Linked DNA regions of Mus musculus: region 1 is linked to region 2. A link is a contact called in public HiChIP or PLAC-seq data. All regions are on one chromosome and are shown on one strand. Each heading gives the region's core, a stretch centred on a gene start, on an enhancer-like site or on the middle of the called end of the contact. The rest is flanking DNA. Distances are from core to core; before and after follow the strand shown.

Region 1 (4,701 bases), core at 1,724-4,223, 320 kb after region 2:
GACATGAACCTTCTAAACTCCATTTAGTTTTGTCTCTAGTATATATTCTTTTTGGAAGGCTGTGACTCAAAGATGTCCATGACCAAATGATTAAAAATATTGTTAGTCTTTCTTAGGAAAAAATAAAAAAGCAAAGAACACATACATGTGCATGAAACATACATATTTGTTCTTCCTTGATGAACAGAGATGTAAAAGTTCTCAACAGAATTACTTATAGTCAAATGGAGCGATATATTAAAAAGATCATATACTTAATCAAAACTAAGGATAGAAGAAGCATATCTGAACATAACTATACATGACAACCTATAGCAAACACATTAGGGGGAGCTATTTATTCTAAAATCAGAAATGAGACAAGAGTATGCGATCTCACTCCTATTCAATATCGTGCTTATATTCCTAGCCAAAGCAATAAAGCAAGCAAAAGAGGAACTATACCAATAACATAATAAGGAAAAAATAGGGAATAATCTCATTCATGATAACTGAAAAAACCACATACATATATATACACACATACAGAGGGGGGAGGGAGAATACCTCGGAATAAACTACTACTAAGTAGGTAGACGAGGTCTCCAATGAAAACTAAACCATTGAACAGTGTGTGCGCCAGGGCTGCTGACGTTGACTTCGATACAAGGACATTACAGTAAGAGACCGCAGTATCCTTGACTTACAAGGAAAGTAAATGCCTGCTTAGGAAGCAAAGGACTTGAAAGCTAACCAATTTCTATGTTACCTGTGGTTTCTGAAAAGCACTGGTTTTAGAGACTCACAGACAGTTGATATGAAGCCGAATACTCATTGCTAAGTTTGGAAATGTGTAGTGGGTTGTGCAGTACACCTCCTCAGTCAGCTACAAGCCAGAGGAACTTCAGTGCTCATTAACAGTTTGGAGTTTTAGATTCTATAAAAGTGATGACTGCATCACACAACGCATTTGCCCTCCATCTTGTCACACGGGTGTCTATAAAAATGGTGGTATTAAACATTTTATGAAATAGTAGGACCCTGGGAACAACCATAAGGAGGAAGTTACCTCTGACTCAGTACAGAGAAGGAAAATGGTCTGGGTGTGGTCACTGCTCGTGGTCTGCAGGGCCACAGGCGAGAGTGATGGTGACCTGAGCATCTTCCACAGCCATAGGGAAAGAACAGCAGAACATGTGTTTCTCTGTTAGCTCATTTTTTGGATTCTGGTCCCTCACGTCCCAGCTCTTTCACTATTTTACCTACAGGCTTCAGTGCAAATACTCATTACTGTGTCTGCGGTCCAAACATCAAGTAGAGAAGCTTCCAGACTGGAAGGAAGCCCAACACCCATGAGACGCAAGGGTTTCCCGTGTGTGGTGAGGGAGCTGCTTGTCGTTGCTTTCTCATGCCTTGGGGCGATACATTTCAGCAGCAGGTCTAGAGCTCAGTGATAAGGGGCAGAATTAACTTAGGCACCTGCTTGGTCATAAAGAGGAAGGGGCTGAGATTAAAGGCTTCTGTAGAAGGACTATAAAACTATGAAGTTAGTTTTAGAAGGAATTGCTTGGTTCAACTCAGAATGTTGGTTTCAATTAGTCAAAATATAAGTTGTGTATCAGAAATGGCACAGCCACACGCCAAGCTCTCCGGGAACTGCTAAGCCCTTTTCTGTCCAGCTGCCTACTTACGGAGAGATGGACTTGCAGAATTGCATCTTGAGGATCCGGAGTTGTTTGCAGCCTATTTGAAGGTCCTGAATGATCTGGTCTGTAAGTTGGATACAGCCAGAGATATCCAAAATGTGCAGATAATGGCACCTTGCAGATAATATCTCCATCCCTGCATCGGTAATCTGAACACAGCCAAAGTAAGGAGCAGTCAGTGAGTGGCTCTGTCCTCCAGGAGGGCAGCATCTTATATAGGGTGCAGTAATAAAAGCATGGCAAGAGTGAAATACCTGCCTCAAGAGATACCAAGCAGATTTGTGATTTTGTTGTTTTGTTGTTGTTCTTAAGCATCCTCTGGTTTGGATGAGAAACCCTCAATTTTTCTTTAGTAATTTAATACCTCTTGTGTCATTATGAGGAACTTAGGAAATGCTACAGCAACAGATCTGTTCATGCTTGAAATCCTCTGTAAAGCTTTGCCAATTTGGAAAAGTATGCTTAATACCACTATGTTACAGAAAATTTATATATATATATATATGTTCATCTCCATACAGGATCAGATTACCATGAGAACGGATGGTTGGGGCATCTCTAGTAGGTCATAGGAAAGGATAAATGCCCCAGTTATGGACAGAGAGCAGTCATTGTACGGCAAGAGGGTGATAAACAGAAGCAACAGACCGGGCAAGTCTCAGACAAATCTTGGCCAGTCTTCTACTATCCGAGTCTGTCAGCTGTCCTGCAGAGTTAATTCAACTCCATTTCTAATCTATTTCACTGTCTTGGGGTCTGGCTTTTGATTTATGGCTGAACTGAAATTTGTTGTAGAGTAAGTTAGATTACTCTCCCCAAAGGAATTTTTCCAACTGGATTCAATTTCCTACTTTATATATACGAATGCTTAAAAAAAAAAAAAACATATACTATGAGGCTTAGCTCACTGTTTTTTAATGTAAAGTTAAGAGAATTATGCAGAAAAGCCCCGTGGTTTGACATGTCTACTTTTCAAGTATGAGAAAGTAGATGTTGTCATTGTCTAAGCATTCCCTGTTTCCAGAACATGCCTGGAACGAAGACTCAGAATTGTAACTGGTTCTCACAAAACTTCATTTAGACATCCCTGCCATAATAATTGAGTCTCTGAGGATCTGGTGTCATTATAGAGGGACACTGAGGTGAGGGGACAGTCCAGGCAGATGGAGCTCAGAGTGGAAGGGTTTGTCACAGAGACTTGAAAGGAGCCCTCATCTCTAGTTTGGAAGCTCCGTGTGTTCAGTAGGGAGGTGGTGTGTGTGTGTGTGTGTCGGGGGGTGGGGGGTATGACTCAAGAGCTGGAAATTGGAGACAGAGATGAGTTGGCTGTATTCCTGATTCAGATGCAAGATCCTAGCTTTGGCCCACTGGACAGATTTTTATTCCTAACACGACTTCCTTTGAATTTCTGGGAAACTGTTTAAATGAAGTTACTTCCTATTTTGGAAGAACTATAAGCACATTACTTTAAAAATTAGCAATGTATTAGAAATGTATCACCTTAAAACCTAACTACTTCTGAACTTTCTACAGCATGTCTTAATTAGATTCTGGAAAGGGTTTCAAAATGCAATACAATTGTAGTCTGCTTGGTCTTGTGTTTTCTTGGAAGGTGCTGGTGGCTGGCAAGTGCTCAGAGAGCCTGTGAGAGGGCAACACGACGTCCAATGAAAGAACTCTTCTCAGCTGAGGACCATACCAGCCAGCTTTGAGTGGACCTAGCAGATGGTCACAGCCACATGGACAACCCTAGCTCAGCTGGTAATTGAAGAGCCACCCAACTGATACCAGCTGGCCATTGGAGTTTGAGCAAACAAAATAAGAGAGGTCTGGGCCAGAGAGATGTCTCTGGTCGAGAATGTGTACTGCCCTTGCAATGGACCTGAGTTTGGTTCCCAGCACCCATATCAAGCTACTTAACTCTCTTAGCCTGTAACTCTCCAGTGGGAGTCCAACACCTCTGGCCTCTGTGGGTGCACCCATAGGCACACATAGAAATACAGAATTAAAAATCAAATAAATCTGGTTTTAAAGTTCAAAAAAATATGTGAGTTTAAGCCATCAATTTTTGGGGTAATTGGTTGCATAGTAACAGATGATATACACTATAAATATATATATGCTATATATACACTATATATACATATATATGTATGTATATATACATATATATATGTGTGTGTATGTATATATACATATATATGTATACATTAGCCAACAACATGTCAGGCATGATAAAAAAATCCATTGATCATTTCTTTCTAACCATTATAAAACCTCTAACTGACATATGACCATGTTGAAATCTAAACTGGAAGCATTTACGGCTATCGGCGGAAGGCAGGCCTCTGAGTGAGAGCTAAGTGTACAGTGTAGGCCTCGCTCCAAACCTGAGTGAAGGGTGACCTAGGAGGGGGGTTGAGAACACTCTCCTGTCAGGAGTTTTCTGTCTTACATTGTGGGCTGGCAAGGTCTCTAGAGAAGAGGCATCTAATCTCCTGCCTGAAGGGAAGTTCTGGCAGCCACAGTCTGAATTCTGAGTGAGAAGGGAAAGTGCTAACGCTAACTTGTCTGCTCTCCAAATTCTGGAGCCTTGTTCCCCATTTCACTTTTGTACCCAAACTCCCAGTGCAGCATGGCCTTTCCCTGCAGAGACCTTCTGCCTCACTATCTCTAGACAATGGCAATTTTGCTCTCCAGGGGACATTTGGCAGTGTCTGGAGATATTCTTGGTTTTCAAGATGGGAAATAAAGACTTCCTTGTCTGGAACTTCAGAACTGTCAGGGTTGAGAAAATGGATGTCCCTGCTTCTGGTTTGGGTGGGGTCTTGCCCAGAGATGTGGAGCAGAGGAAGTCTGGGGTCTCGCTGCGTCTCTAGAGTATTTAACACAGACTTTAACTCCCTCCTAACAGCATTCCAGAAGTCAGTGCTGCTGCCAAGCTTTAAAGCCCATTGTATGGCTCAGACATCCTCAGCTTTCTCTCCTGTAGCATGCGTTCCCATGGGTTCCCATG
Region 2 (4,874 bases), core at 269-2,768:
CATAAACTTGGGTAGAGCCAAACTTTGGGGTGATAGAAGTTTGCTCTAGTGTTGTTTCCATCTCTACCTCCACATTTTCCAGAACCCCGCAGACATCGACTCTGATGATGCTCCTTTCTTTTGTGAAATCTGCAAACATTTGTTCATAATGGACTCATAAGACTTGATATGATGCAAATGCAGTGTACCTGATGCGCTGATGTTTTATGTTCTATAGGGAATTCTGACAGAACTAGGACACATTGGTTGGTGTCTTTGCCCCACCCTCTGTGTGTGTGTGATAGGGTGTCACTATTGGAGCCTTGGCTGTCCTGGAACTGGATGTAGACCAGGCTAATCTTGATCTTCACAGAGATCTTCACTTGTTTCTTCCTCTCAAGTGCTTGGATTATAGGCATAGACCACAAAACAAAAATCATCTGGGTTTTTGTTTTTTTTGATTTGGGGGTGGATTATTTATTTAGTTTTGGGTCAATGTCTTACTATGAGGCCTTAAGCTTTCTAGGGAGACCTCTGTATATATTTGGTAAATAGTCTAAAACTATTTAAAATCTAAAAATGGTTAAATTTGTGGATTCTAGAACCTACTGATATAAAGAGCCAAGAAGTTGTAACCTCATGAAAAATAGTCTATTGGTGGACAGGCCACTAGTGCGGATGTTGTCCGCTGAGTTCCACATTTCAATATGTACGCTACCTGGCAAAGGACAAAACGTATAGAAAAGGAAGACCCTGAACCTTTGTTACTGGAGGACGCCAGCTACCTTTTCTTTCCTTCAGTCTCAGGGTTTTTACATGGGAGGTGTTTGGAGAGAGTGGTAGAGAGGCAGGAAGAGAAGATAGATTTTTGCTGTGGGCCCTCCACACAGAGCAAACTGGGACTTATGGAAGCTGGAGGTCAAAAAATGGCCAAGACTGACTATGAACTTGTTTTAGGGTCTGTGGCTTGAAGGTGAGGGTATTAAAATTATTTTAAAATGTGTGTTTGTATGTGTGTGGTATGCATGTGCATGTATCTGTATATGTGTGTGTGTGTGTGTGTGTGTACACGCTCTCATGCATACAGGTGTATATGTGTGTGTGTGTGTGTGTATGCATATAGTGGGTATGTGTATAGATGTGTGTTTGTGTACAGGCTGGAGGCCAAAATCAGGTATCTCTATCTCTCTACAACTTTATACAAGGCAAAGTCTTACACTGAACTCAGAGGACTAGTCATCTCAGCTATTCTGTAGCAAACTGCTCCGGAGATCCTGCGTGTCTCACACAGTGAGATGCCAAGTGGGCTGCCACACCCACACAACATTTACTCGGGTGCTGAGGCTCTCCCTGCTCCTCACACTTGTTCAGCAACCACTTACCCACAGAGCCATTTCCCCAGCCCTGGTTATTAAAATTAAGAATTCCTTAAGGGCCCAGATCTTGAAGAATAAATCTCGTCTAAAACCAAGGCACAGTAGCAAAGAGGGTGAACAGTGCAGGCTTTGGGCTGTGCTTTTCTTCTTCTTTGGGTCTGGCTTTGTTCTATAGTGTCAGCAATATGGCGTCTGGCCAGCGGCAGCACATTTTGTAAGCCTGTTCCACTGAAAACTATTACAATTTGGAAAAATTCCCAGTTGCATAGTCCTCCGGAAATGCCGAGTGCTTTCAGAGCTTTGCAGCCATTATCACATCTATTAGTTTAGAGTCAATTCTCTGCTTGCTTCTCTATCAAATTGTATGGCTTGGGCTCATCAGAGGGGGAGAGACTTTAGCTTTGAGGAGACATGATCACATTATCTGTAGAAATCACATTTTCTCTCCACAGGCTTGGACTGCTGCTGCCCATAAGCATTAGCTTTATCATTTCTTTGCTTCAGATGTCCTCAGAAAATGACAGAACAATGCCTTCCAAGGTTCCCACAGTGCAGATAAAGGAAAGTGGGCTGGTAGGAGCATAGGTCACATTGGAACCATTTGGCCTTTGCCTCGTGTGCTTCAGTGCGTTCCTTTCTGTTTGCCTGTCCATGTGTGAAGAAGACATAATTACACCTGCTTCTTATTTGCCTCAGAGGAATGTTCCAGAAACACATTTCAGGATCCTATAAAGTCCCTAGAGCACAGAGAAGTAAAATTACAAGAAAACTCATAGTTGTCGGAATAGTCCTGCAAACCTTGGCTAATTCTATCAGTTTATTAATGAAGATGCATTGCTGTATTATTGCTATATTCAATTTCGTTGAGTGTCTCTGTGCTCTGTGACTTGGTACCTTGGTGCATATGTCTAAGAAGAGAGTTTGCAGGATGGATATTCAGCCAAAAATGAAGGCTTGAAATGGCCCATTTCCTTTGAACTCATTTGTGTTGAGGGTTATAGTGGAAAGGAATGAGCTAAAGAAGGACTACTCGGTGAGCAGCTCTACCCTTCACCATACACATGCTAGGATTTTTCTGGTTCATGGCAAAAAAAACAAAAACAAAAACAAAATCACTTAGGTCAGCAAATATTTCTTCAGGTCAGAAGTGGTTGTTTCATTCTGGTTCACCCTCAGACTCATGCTCAGCTGTCTGTCTTACCACTTGTCTAAGGATGGTACCACCACAGCAGGCTGGCCCCTCCTACACCTACTAATAATCAAGATAATCTTCTGAAGACATGCCTTCAGGCCAGTCTGATCTAAGCAACTCCTCCAGTGATGTTTTCCTATCAGATGACTGTGGGCTGTGTCAATCTGACAGTTAAGGCAAAACAGGGTAGCGACTGTGAAGAGAATCATTGGAAGAAGTGGGCCATTGATTGGGAAGAGAGGGGGAAGTGGTGTCTCTGAGGGGACAAGAGAGGGTAACAGGGGGTGGGCATGTATACAAATGTTACTGTGCTGGTTGGTTAGTTTTGTCAACTTGACACAAGCTGGTGTCATCTGGGAAGAGGGGACCTCAAATGACAAAATGCTTCCATCCTATTACCCTGTAGGACTTCTATGGAGGCATTTTCTTGTTAATGATTGATGTGGGAGGGCTCAGGCTATTGTGGAGGGCCTCACCCCTGGGAAGCTGGCTTCTATAAGAAAACAAGTTGAGCGAGGCACGGAGAGCAAGCCAGTGACCAGTCTTCCTCCATGCTTCCTGCTTCTGCTCCTGTTTGAGCTCCCGCCCTGGCCTCTCTTGGGGAGGGACTGTGATCAAGGTGTGTAAGCAAAATCAACCCTCTTATCCCCAAGTCACGTCTGGTCATGGTGTTTATCCTAACAACAGAAAAGTAATACAGTCAAGGTGAAATCAATCGTTATGTATAATTAATATATGCTAATAAAAGCATTTCTTAAAAGATTTAGAAGAAAATCAAGTCAAATTACACAAGTCCTATAGTGTAATTGCCACTTATATAAATAACAAGGCAAATAGAGACACATACACTATACCAGTTTCCTCCAAGATACCGCTTTTACTATTATTAACCTTCCTTTGTTTTCCCAGAAGGAAAGACACATCTGTTTCCTGCAAATTGCTGAAACAGCATCAGCAGTGTGGAACAGTGGGGAAAGCCCAGTGAACGTGTATAAACGGGAAATCCAGAGCAGGGCAGGATGCTTGCTTTTATGCTGTGGCACCCACTCCCCCTTGAACCCACAGACCTTTTTGAGCTGTGTCCCCAAGACTAGCATTGGCAGCACCTGGGAACCTCAGACACGGAGCGATAAAGCCCAGCAGTCAATGTGTTAACAACTTCTCCATGCCTACAAAAGGGGAATTAGAATCCTGCAGGTGAGGAACTGGACCGTCTAGGAGTTTAAGGGGTAGTGGGCTGAGCCTGATCCCCGGACTCCTAGGAGGGTGCTCCTCTTATTGGTTTAGCTCCGGTCTTGTATTTGGGGACAGTAATGAGTCTTCTCTCAGATTCACATCTCATTTCACACCAAATGCTCAAATGGGAGACATTCCAACTTGTGATTAATACAGTGTGCCATGAAAACAAAGCTTCTCTCTATGGCTTCCTAACACCCACGGAGAGACCCTGGAAATGGGCCCAAGAGCAGAGGAAAGGGCCTGGAGGGCCTGGGAAGCATTTGATCTCTCATGCTTTTTGGTTCTCTTCTCTCCTCCTGCTCCCGATCACTTTTCCTGACCCTTCTGACCTCTCATTGTGTGACGGAGAGTGGGAAGAGCAGGTGATGCTGGAGACCAGTGTGATTTTGATGCTGAGGTGAGCTGCACCTTGGCTCTTCACAGCGCTTTGGTGTCTCACTCCCAGCTCCTTTCTCCTCAGACAAAGAGCAATTCCTTGACATGGAATCTGTCTTCCACTTAAACAGCAGGTCCCTAGGATGTATGTTCCCGTTTCAGCTGTCAGGGACCTGGCTCTCACAGGAAGCCCATCAGTCCAGACCCTGGTGGAGAGTGCCCGGCTTCCTGAAGTTTACAGCTAGCTGTGTGACCCACAGGGTATGGTGGTCACACAGGCTTAACGTCCTCATGGGTGTGTGTTTATGTATGAATCATACTTAGAATTGATATCTCTCCAGGGAAACCTTTACTTAGCTTTACGACACCTCTTTGTAGTATCAAAGAGAAGAGTATAGGCAGACTTTAGTTTTCATCCATGCTTTAAAAGGAGTATGCAAACACAGGGAGGAGAACCAGGAAAGAGTACACTCGGCCTCCGGGGCATCTGGTCTTTACTCTGATATTAATTTGCTTATGTGATTAGCTGAATACTGGAAGAGACTCATGAAAGAGGACAGAGTGTTTGGTTTACTTCAGATGCTTAGAATCAATACCTAAGGACTCACAGACAGAAATGTCTACCAATGTAAACCAAGTTCAGAAAAGTTAGGTGACTTTTCCAGTATCAATAGTGCAGGCAGGTCCCTGACCAGGCTCAGGTCTTGGCTCTC

Evidence for each region. HiChIP or PLAC-seq counts read pairs in DNA pulled down with a chosen protein or histone mark.
Region 1: a contact with region 2 is called in a CTCF HiChIP or PLAC-seq map of the NIH/3T3 cell line, with 6 read pairs. The contact joins two enhancer-like sites.

What each region holds. Positions count from the first base shown.
Region 1 is chr5:21,484,543-21,489,243 of GRCm38.p6, forward strand. It overlaps Fbxl13 (F-box and leucine-rich repeat protein 13), which reads right to left. Exons shown (of 21, transcript NM_001199632.1): 20 at 1,671-1,834. It also overlaps a transcript of Fam185a not described here. Among named protein-coding and RNA genes, the nearest start is that of Lrrc17, 57 kb to the right of the region's middle. Within about 2 kb of position 2,974, at least 42 of the 459 cell types and tissues checked have an H3K27ac peak or open chromatin away from gene starts, as enhancers often do. A contact at or near this core is called in the NIH/3T3 cell line, where this site is marked.
Region 2 is chr5:21,167,598-21,172,471 of GRCm38.p6, forward strand. No RefSeq gene overlaps it. Among named protein-coding and RNA genes, the nearest start is that of Gsap, 16 kb to the right of the region's middle. Within about 2 kb of position 1,519, at least 51 of the 459 cell types and tissues checked have an H3K27ac peak or open chromatin away from gene starts, as enhancers often do. A contact at or near this core is called in the NIH/3T3 cell line, where this site is marked.